Regions from separate parts of the Mus musculus genome. Here all the other regions are linked to region 1. A link is a contact called in public ChIA-PET and HiChIP or PLAC-seq data. All regions are on one chromosome and are shown on one strand. Each heading gives the region's core, a stretch centred on a gene start, on an enhancer-like site or on the middle of the called end of the contact. The rest is flanking DNA. Distances are from core to core; before and after follow the strand shown. Region 1 holds the start of Arl8b (ADP-ribosylation factor-like 8B). Region 2 overlaps Itpr1 (inositol 1,4,5-trisphosphate receptor 1). Region 3 overlaps Itpr1 (inositol 1,4,5-trisphosphate receptor 1).

Region 1 (2,700 bases), core at 180-2,679:
CATGAAGTTCGGGAAAGTTTCCTTACACTTATATATTCAGCCATCTTCGAAAGAGATTTGAGCCTCCGCTCCTCTCTCTGACGCCTGTTGCTCTATTACTACAGGGACTGAGTCACACGTTACCTAGGTTTTCCCAGGGCAGTGTGTAGCCAAACCAGTCGGGCAGCTCAGCTGTCTCCTGTGTGAGGATTGCAACAATCCTCTTGAAGGTCTAGGAACTGCCGCCACTTCTCATCAGAACAATTGTAAAGCTCAACCCTCTAAGTACAGCCCTAAAACTGTGCAATGACTCCTTGGCTCCAAAGACTGACATTCACGCCCATTCCTTTCCCAACCAATCAAAGACGCAAAACTCAACGACCACTCTCCCACCGAATTCACATTATATTTACTAGGCAACTTCCCTGAGCCTCCATAAGCTACGTCCCAATCCAAACAAATTCCTTCTGCAAGAGGGAAGAAAAAAAAAAATCTCTCTAAAGACCAAAGCCTGCAAACTTTATGTTGAATGCAGATCCATCTATCTACCCGTTTAACACAATCAGCTGTGGAGAAACCGAGACTCGCCTCGCCCTTGCTCCCTGTCTTAGAAAATACTGGGATCTGAATGGTCTCTCCAACAGCTTCCCCCAGTAAGCTAGGTCATCAGTTTGCTCTCCGACGCTCCATGGACAAGTGACAAAGACCAAGCGAACTGGAGGCGCCGAGGCTCCCCCTGGCATTCACAGAAGCGCCCACACGGGTTGCCTGCTTTCACAATGCGACTCCATCGTCCCAAGTGGAGACTTAGGAGAGGCGTCCCCTTCGCAGGCGTTCTGGAAAAGGCCAGGCTCACCCGTCCGGGTGAACAAGTGACAGGTTGGAATTAACCCTTCAGCCTCTACGGCCCGAAAGGCAGCAAGTGTGGCAGACTCGGATTAACCCTTTCCAGGCCGTGTTAAAGGCACAGCCCCCACCACCACCACCAAAACGCAACGTGGAATTGACCCTCCTGCTGCCGACCCTCCGGCTACAACTCCGAGGCCCACACACGCAGGATCGCCCGGCCCGGCCTTCGGGGAGGTGACAGGCGCGAGACGCCGGCCAGGCCGCCCGCAGAGGGCTGCTCACCGCGATGACATTGACGAAGGTGGTCTTGCCGGAGTACTGCAGCCCCACGAGCGTCAGTTCCATCTCCTCCTTCCAGAAGAGCGAACGGAACCAGTCCAGCAGGCGGGAGATGAGCGCCAGCATGGCGGCGGCCGGCTGCGAGCGTGGACGGGCGCGGACGACAGCGGACACTCTTTCCCACGAGCGGGTATCGGCCCCGAACCCGCCAACGGCTCTTCGGCGGGGCCCCTGGCGCGACGCGGGCAGACAGAGGCTGGCGGCAGCGACGGCCGGAGCCAGGAAGCCCAGCGGGTCATATGACTCGCCCTACCCCCCCCACGCCTGGCCCAGCGCAGGCGCGGAAGCGCACGGAAAGAGCGGCGCGGTCCCGTAGACTCCCAGCGCCCTCCGGCGACATCGCCACCTGATGGTGAATCCCACGACACACCCTTCCCTCGCCTTGGTGCCAATTCACTTGTCACATGCCTTTCCTCTTTTCTTTTCTTTCTTTCTTTTTTTTTTTCCCCCCAAATTATGGGTCTCCCAGCAAACGCATGTCAACAATTTCAGTACTTGAGAGGTGGAGGCAGGAGGATCAAGAGTTCAATAAACACAGAAGGTGGGGTTACAGAAATGACTCGGTGGTTAAAAGTGCTTGAGGCTCTTTCAGAAGACCCAAGTTCAGGACCCAGCACCCACACCTGGCAGCCCTCATCAGCCTGTAACTTCAACTCTGGGGGATCCAGATCTAGGGCTTTCTGACCTTGTACATTCTGCAAACATATGCGCATACTCCCACAACGAAACACATAAATAATAATAATCTTTAAAAAAAAACAAAGAGTTGGTCCTCGTTCACTTTTTGATTGAATTTTCCTATAATTGTTCATTGGCAATGTACCCTGAAGGAAAAAGTTAATACTCGGAGGAATTGAACACGGAATAAAAAAAAAAAAAAATCAGAATCTGGGATGGGGATGTAACCCAGTGGTAGAATGCTTGCCTGGCCTGTATGGAGCACTCTGGGTCTAACTAGGGCTCAAGGGAGGATGGGGCAGAGGCAGTGATCCGAATGTAAAGTGAATAAATAAATGAATTAATTAATAGGGAAAATTTCTTTCCCAGCATGTGAAAGACACAGGGTTTGTTTCTAACACAGCAAAACATTAGTGACAGCAAAATCCCTGCCCTCCTGCGGGTTACAGTCCAGTGTGGAGAACAGAACATATACAGCAAACAAACGAGAAAATGCCACGTGGTACTTAACACTATAAAGAAGAGGAACAGAGAAGAAGCTGGAGCCGGCCTGCTTGTCTTTAAGTCAGGTGGTCCTGAGTGGAAAGGCTTGAGGGAAGTGAGAAGGAGAAGCAGGCTGACGTTTGGTAGAAGCACATTCCAGGAAAAGACCCTGAATGGGGAAGGACAGTGAAGTGGTTTGGACTTTGAAGGATGGTGTGCCTGGGGCGAGGGGGAAATGATGGAATTATATTTTAACTGAAAATATATTTTTAAAAAGGAACTCCAGCTGGCTGCCCCAACTTCCCCAGTTGATTTCTGCTTCATATTTGTAAATCTCTAACTTAATGGATGCTTTCTTTGTTAGCTCTCTCC
Region 2 (2,700 bases), core at 142-2,641, 320 kb after region 1:
CTGGAAGGAGGCCAGGCATCTCCCGTGAGGGTAGGACTGAGCATTGATGATGAATCGAGTAAAGAAGCCTTCAACAACACAACAAGGTGTGCCAAGTGGACAAGAAAGACATGGAGCCACACAGGGCTCTGGGACAACCTGCTGGAGTCTGCTAGAGCCATTCACTTGCCTCCTCCATGGTGAGATCTAGACATTAAGAGACTGGGCCCTTTCCCCTCTTCACAGGCCTATTCACATTCACCAAACTTCTTTCTGAGGTAACTAAGAAGAGAGAAGCAGTATGTTTTTTCACATCATGTGGGGCTGAAGATGAGGACAAACAGGTACACAGCCCCTATAGCCTCAGCACTACCTGGCCCTACGCCTGCTTTCTTCACTGAACCTATTTCGGTGAATTGTCTCTTCCCCCAGGCCAAGAGTTGTCACAGGGAGATTTTACTTTTTTTGACTCTTTTCCTCCGTACCACCCGTCTGGGTGTGAGCGAACCCTTCAATATAAAGCTAGCTCACGGTAAGAAACACAGATGGCAATAGAAATGTCAATGGCGGCAGTCTCCGTGGCTAATGATGGCAAGTACAGTTAAAAAGGGGGATAAGATAATGTTCTGGGGTGAAGGACCATCGTGATGAGAGCGGCAGTTGCATGGATGTCGTAAACAGTGGGTTTCTCAAATATGCGCGTGCTCATCCCTGGGTCCTGACAATGCGCACTGCACCTTACACCAGAAAGTAATGTAGCCGATGGGATGACTGCTAACTCTCCAACCTTTAACACTGACACAACTTTGGATCACCACAGGGGCCCGTTGATATCACAAGGTCCTTTTAACATGGAAGAAGGTAGCTAGGAGGTAGGAGAAGTCAGTTCCTTGCTGCTATGATTAAAGGAGGAGGCTGGGAGCTCAGGTAAGAAGAACCTGCGAATGGCCAGTAAGTGGAGGGACCCTGTAGCCTCCAGCTTGTGAACACAGCCTCCCTGGCACCTGGATTTTACTCTACAAAGATTCATGTTTAACTTGTTAGATACTTAAGTTGGTAACCCAAAGCATCTAGGTGTATGGTCATCTGTTATTGTAGCCATACAACAGGTATAAAAACATTAAAAAATCTAATCAAGTTCCACTCTTCAAATCTGCACATATTATAGAAGAGACAAGCCTGTTTGGGTTCCAGAATACTAGGGAACTTCGGTAACATACGTATGAGGCCACTTCTAGAACATCCCTGGTCACCCGAGGGAACTGGCATCTGCCTGCCCCTTACTGACCTGTCCTCACCCTTCTGTTATCTCCAAATCACGATGGATGCCAAAACCCTTTTAATACATACTGTCTCATCAGCACCTGAAGAGATCGCCAAGATAGATATCATTGTTCCTAAACCCAGCACATTGCACACAAGCGTGCTAGGGTCAGGGGAGGTCAGAGGCTTGTGGCAGTGCCACAGAAAACTCTTGCCCAACAGGAAGACAGCCTTGGTGGGCAGACATGAACAGAGGCTAGAAAAGTAGAGGAAACGGGGTTTGTTCAGGGGGCAGACGTTCACCAAGTTGAGACACGAGGTATGGCAGGTTTGCACATGACATGCTTGAGGGAAGGAAGTGGGGTCAGGGGTAGGGTGAGGAAGTGGCTGCCGGCCTCAGCCATCTCCAAGCAGTGGTGGAGGGTATGGGTAGGGGGTGGGGTGACGACAGCCATTATAAGCTAAGGTTCAAAACAGAACAAAGGAGAAGAGAAGCAAGATCATAGGCTACTTACTATAGCTGGAGCTGGGCGAAAGCAGCAGGATCCAGTGTCTTGCCCAGCATAATAACCCTCCCCAAATACGATTCGATACACAGACACCTTATATAAGAGAGACTTGGGCAGACGGGATCGCTTTGAGGTGGCATTAGAACCACACAAGCTCTTGGAACTAATTCACAGATTTACAAAATACCCTTTTAGCTACCCCGCTTCATGTTTTACAAATGAAGAAAGTGAGCTCACACAGGAAAAGGATTTTGTGAAGGGCACAAGAAGACCCCTCTCTCCTTACTGCTTGTGTTGGTTAGTTTGTCAACTTGACCCAAGCTAGAGTCACCTAAGAGGGAATCTCAGATGGGGTTGCCTAAGGGGAATCATTTTCTTGATTGATGATGGATATTAGAGGGCCCAGCCCACAGTGGGTAGTGCCATTCTGGGACATTGGTACTGGGGTGTATAAAAAACAAACAGATCAAGCCAATAAGGAACAGTCCATCATGACTTCCGCTTCAGTTTCTGCCACCAGGTTCCCTCCGTGATGGACTGTGACATGGAAGAGTAGGATGAAATAAACCTTTTCCTTTCTGAGTTGCCTTGTGTCATGGCATTCATCCCAACAATAGAAACAAAACTATGACATTGCTCAGTCCAGTTCTCCATGACCACAGCAGCTTGTGGTTAATTATAACCGGAGTCCTAGTTGATGATCCATCCTATTCTATAATCCTTGTTTTGTGGTCAGTTTTCCCATATTGGACTGAGTGTCATGGGTGCTGACGAACCTGTGAGATAGGTCTCAAATCAAAATAATACAACTACCTGCTAGTCCATCTTGGAAATGAATTGTTGCTTAATTAACCTGTTGGCCACCTGCTACCTCCACCCGAGAGAGACATTGCAAAGAAATGCAGCCCGGCTTATGCTATGACAAGAGGCGCCCTGAGGTTATGATCCA
Region 3 (2,700 bases), core at 67-2,566, 340 kb after region 1:
CTCCTAATTTTTACAATTGACACATGCTACCAAACTGTCTCTTTGGGTATTCAGTTGGATAGATTTTTCACACACATATAAAGTTGTGTGACTGCCAGGAAAGGAAGACACACAACACCCCTATGCCCCCAAATACTCCCCTGTGCTCCTACACTTGACCAAATCCTCCTGTGACCCCTGACCCTGTGGGCCGATCTGGTCTTCATCACCATTTGTCTTTCCAAAGAACCAGATAGATACAATTTAGAGTGTGTTGCTGTCTGTACACTCACTGACTTCTTTCATTCAGCCTAGTGTGTGTGAGATGGACCTAGCTACTGACTGCTTACCGGCTTAGCATACTTTCATTGCCGAGTACCTGCTACACGGGTGTCATCCTATGGCTCACTTGTCCAATCATTACTATTTTTTAATAATTATTTTCATGACTTCAGAAATGGACTCCCCATGGAAATAACTAAACAGCTAATATGACTTCAAACAAACAAAAGTCTTGCTTTAAAGCTGCGAGGGTTCAGAAGTCCCTGTCTGCTCGCTGACACAACAGACAGGGCAACGTGAACTGAAAGACAGATTTTGAACCCCACACAATACAGGACTTGAAAGCTGCTTTCCTTTTGATATAAAGACAGTGAACGAATCAGAGTAGGTCGATGGCACTCTAAACACAAGCCTAAAACACAGCCCTGCCTGTATCTCTCTGCTGTCCTTCTGACAACCTGCACTGGCAAGAACAAAGCAGGAAACCCATCTGGCCACAGCACGCTGTCCTTCATGAGAACGTGCACGTCATACAGAACAGGAAGTGGTAATGGGCAGTGAGTTCCAGTTAGGATGACCCTGTCTTTCATGGATCACAGCGTTTATTTCAGCAATCATTAATAACCACCACTTCGGTTCTAACTGAGGGCAGACTTGCCTCCCAGCTGGTCATTTACTACTTTAAACCGGCTTCTCGCCAGCAAGACCAAACTCTGAGTCACCTTCCCTGGGTCTTTAGGGTTCCTGTCCTCAGCTGGTCCCAGACACAACCCTAGCTCTAAATTATTTCCTCCAGAGAAAAGAAGCTTGGGGCAAAGCAGGAATCTCTCAAGGCAACTCCATGCTAGAAGAACAGTCCCTGGAACCATAGGCCTGATACCATGTAGTGGGTCAGACTGGGGTCCTGGTCGTCTCAGAAAGGGGTGAGGCAGAGGGAGCATAAGCTAGAACCTGAAGGCTATGTCCACGCATACTGGCTAAAGCCTACAGCTTATCCACACCCGATCCAGTTACTCATTGGTGTCCTGGTTCCCTGGAGAGGGAGAGAAAGAAAGTGCTTCTATCAGGAGTGGCTGACCAGACCTCATTGCAGCATCTCATCTTCCGACAAAGCACATGAGTCATGAGTGTGTGAAAACACGGAGCTAATATTCATAATTCCTGAATAAGATAAAGAGCTGCAAGGAAAAACAGCTTCTGTCTGCCTCTCCATCACTGTCAGGACGGATGCTCTGAGAAACAGGGCGTCTTGCCAGAACCCCAGATTCCACCTCAGCAGTGAGCCAGTCTCATCCCTGTGAGCCACCCCACGCTTCCTTATTCCCTCACCCGTGGTGGCTCAGAGCATCTATTCATTCCTGGGACAGAAAGCCTCCAGAGACAGCAGGGACGTCTGCCCTCCTCTCAGCTGGACTCAGTTTGCCAGCTCAGTCTCAGGGTCCAGACTTGGCCCCAGCAGAGGGTGTCAGTTTCACCCACTGCAGTCTATCCCTCTTCTCTCTTGCATCAGGGTCCCAACAAGGTCTAGGCTCGTTCTCTCTCTCTCTCTCTCTCTCTCTCTCTCTCTCTCTCTCTCTCTCTCTCCCTCCCTCTCTCTCTCTCTCTCCCTCCCTCCCTCCCTCTCTCCCTCCCCCCCTCCTTTATCACTTGTTAAAACACACCTCGAGCTCAGTGTGTAACCATGTACACAATCACATAACTGTCACCTACACAAAGATAAAGAAGGTTTTTCTAGCATGCAGTTGGCTCCCCTGTGCCCCCTATAGATCCTTTCCTTAGCTAGTATTGTTGTTCTCGGAGTCATCAGAAGGTGGGGCTTACTACCTCATCCCCATATCATTGCTATATAACCTTTTCAAGAAATAAATTTCATTGTGTATACCTAAGGTATGCAACATGATATTGTGACGCATGTATAGACAGGACAAAACTTACTACAGTGAAGCCAATCCACCCATACTCCACATACATTTATTTTTGTTTCCATGGCAACAGCAGAAAAAATAGCTGTTTTAATAGCTCTCATACAACCTGCAGTTTCATTACCTGTATCAATCCTCGAGCTGTGCATTGTTAACACTACAGATTTGCTACTTAGCACATTTGTATCTTTTTATTTTCCTCCTCAGTGAGGAGGACGGAACCCAGGCCCTTGTGCACATGAGTTAAGAGCTATATTACTAGCGCCTGTTTTTAGTGAGGCCGGGGCTCATGGCCTTTAAACTTGCTATGGTGGAGCGGTTTACACTGAATGCTCCCTCCTCCTTCATCTACTTCCCATGGACTGGGGTTACCCCAAATTGGTTTTTTGTTGTTCTTGTTTTTGAAACAGTGTCTCTGTCTATATTTAGCTCTAACCATCCTAGAACTCACTGTGTAGATCAGGGAGGCCTTGATCTCATAGAAATCTGTCTGCCTCTGCCTTCCAAGTGCTGGTAT

The links. ChIA-PET counts read pairs in DNA pulled down with a chosen protein or histone mark. HiChIP or PLAC-seq counts read pairs in DNA pulled down with a chosen protein or histone mark.
Region 2: a contact with region 1 is called in an RNA polymerase II ChIA-PET map of memory CD8 T cells, with 67 read pairs. The contact joins the enhancer-like site here to the promoter of Arl8b in region 1. A contact is called at or near these places in 6 of 115 datasets of contacts at active chromatin or transcription factors (the SCID.adh cell line, effector CD8 T cells, embryonic stem cells and 3 more) and 2 of 9 other capture datasets (adipose tissue and liver).
Region 3: a contact with region 1 is called in an HNF4G HiChIP or PLAC-seq map of pancreatic cancer cells. The contact joins the enhancer-like site here to the promoter of Arl8b in region 1. A contact is called at or near these places in 4 of 115 datasets of contacts at active chromatin or transcription factors (bone marrow-derived macrophages, embryonic stem cells, pancreatic cancer cells and 1 more) and 3 of 9 other capture datasets (adipose tissue, embryonic stem cells and liver).

What each region holds. Positions count from the first base shown.
Region 1 is chr6:108,781,788-108,784,487 of GRCm38.p6, reverse strand. Arl8b (ADP-ribosylation factor-like 8B) reads right to left here and starts at 1,429. Exons shown (of 7, transcript NM_026011.3): 1 at 1,111-1,429. The coding sequence starts at 1,233.
Region 2 is chr6:108,465,097-108,467,796 of GRCm38.p6, reverse strand. The region is part of intron 44 of Itpr1 (inositol 1,4,5-trisphosphate receptor 1); the gene reads right to left. All of the region lies in intron 2 of Gm35165 (a long non-coding RNA gene), which reads left to right. Among named protein-coding and RNA genes, the nearest start is that of Gm35165, 6.2 kb to the left of the region's middle. Within about 2 kb of position 1,391, at least 72 of the 459 cell types and tissues checked have an H3K27ac peak or open chromatin away from gene starts, as enhancers often do. A contact at or near this core is called in the SCID.adh cell line, effector CD8 T cells and memory CD8 T cells, where this site is marked.
Region 3 is chr6:108,443,372-108,446,071 of GRCm38.p6, reverse strand. All of the region lies in intron 44 of Itpr1 (inositol 1,4,5-trisphosphate receptor 1), which reads right to left. Among named protein-coding and RNA genes, the nearest start is that of Gm35165, 28 kb to the left of the region's middle. Within about 2 kb of position 1,316, at least 102 of the 459 cell types and tissues checked have an H3K27ac peak or open chromatin away from gene starts, as enhancers often do. A contact at or near this core is called in adipose tissue, bone marrow-derived macrophages, liver and 1 more, where this site is marked.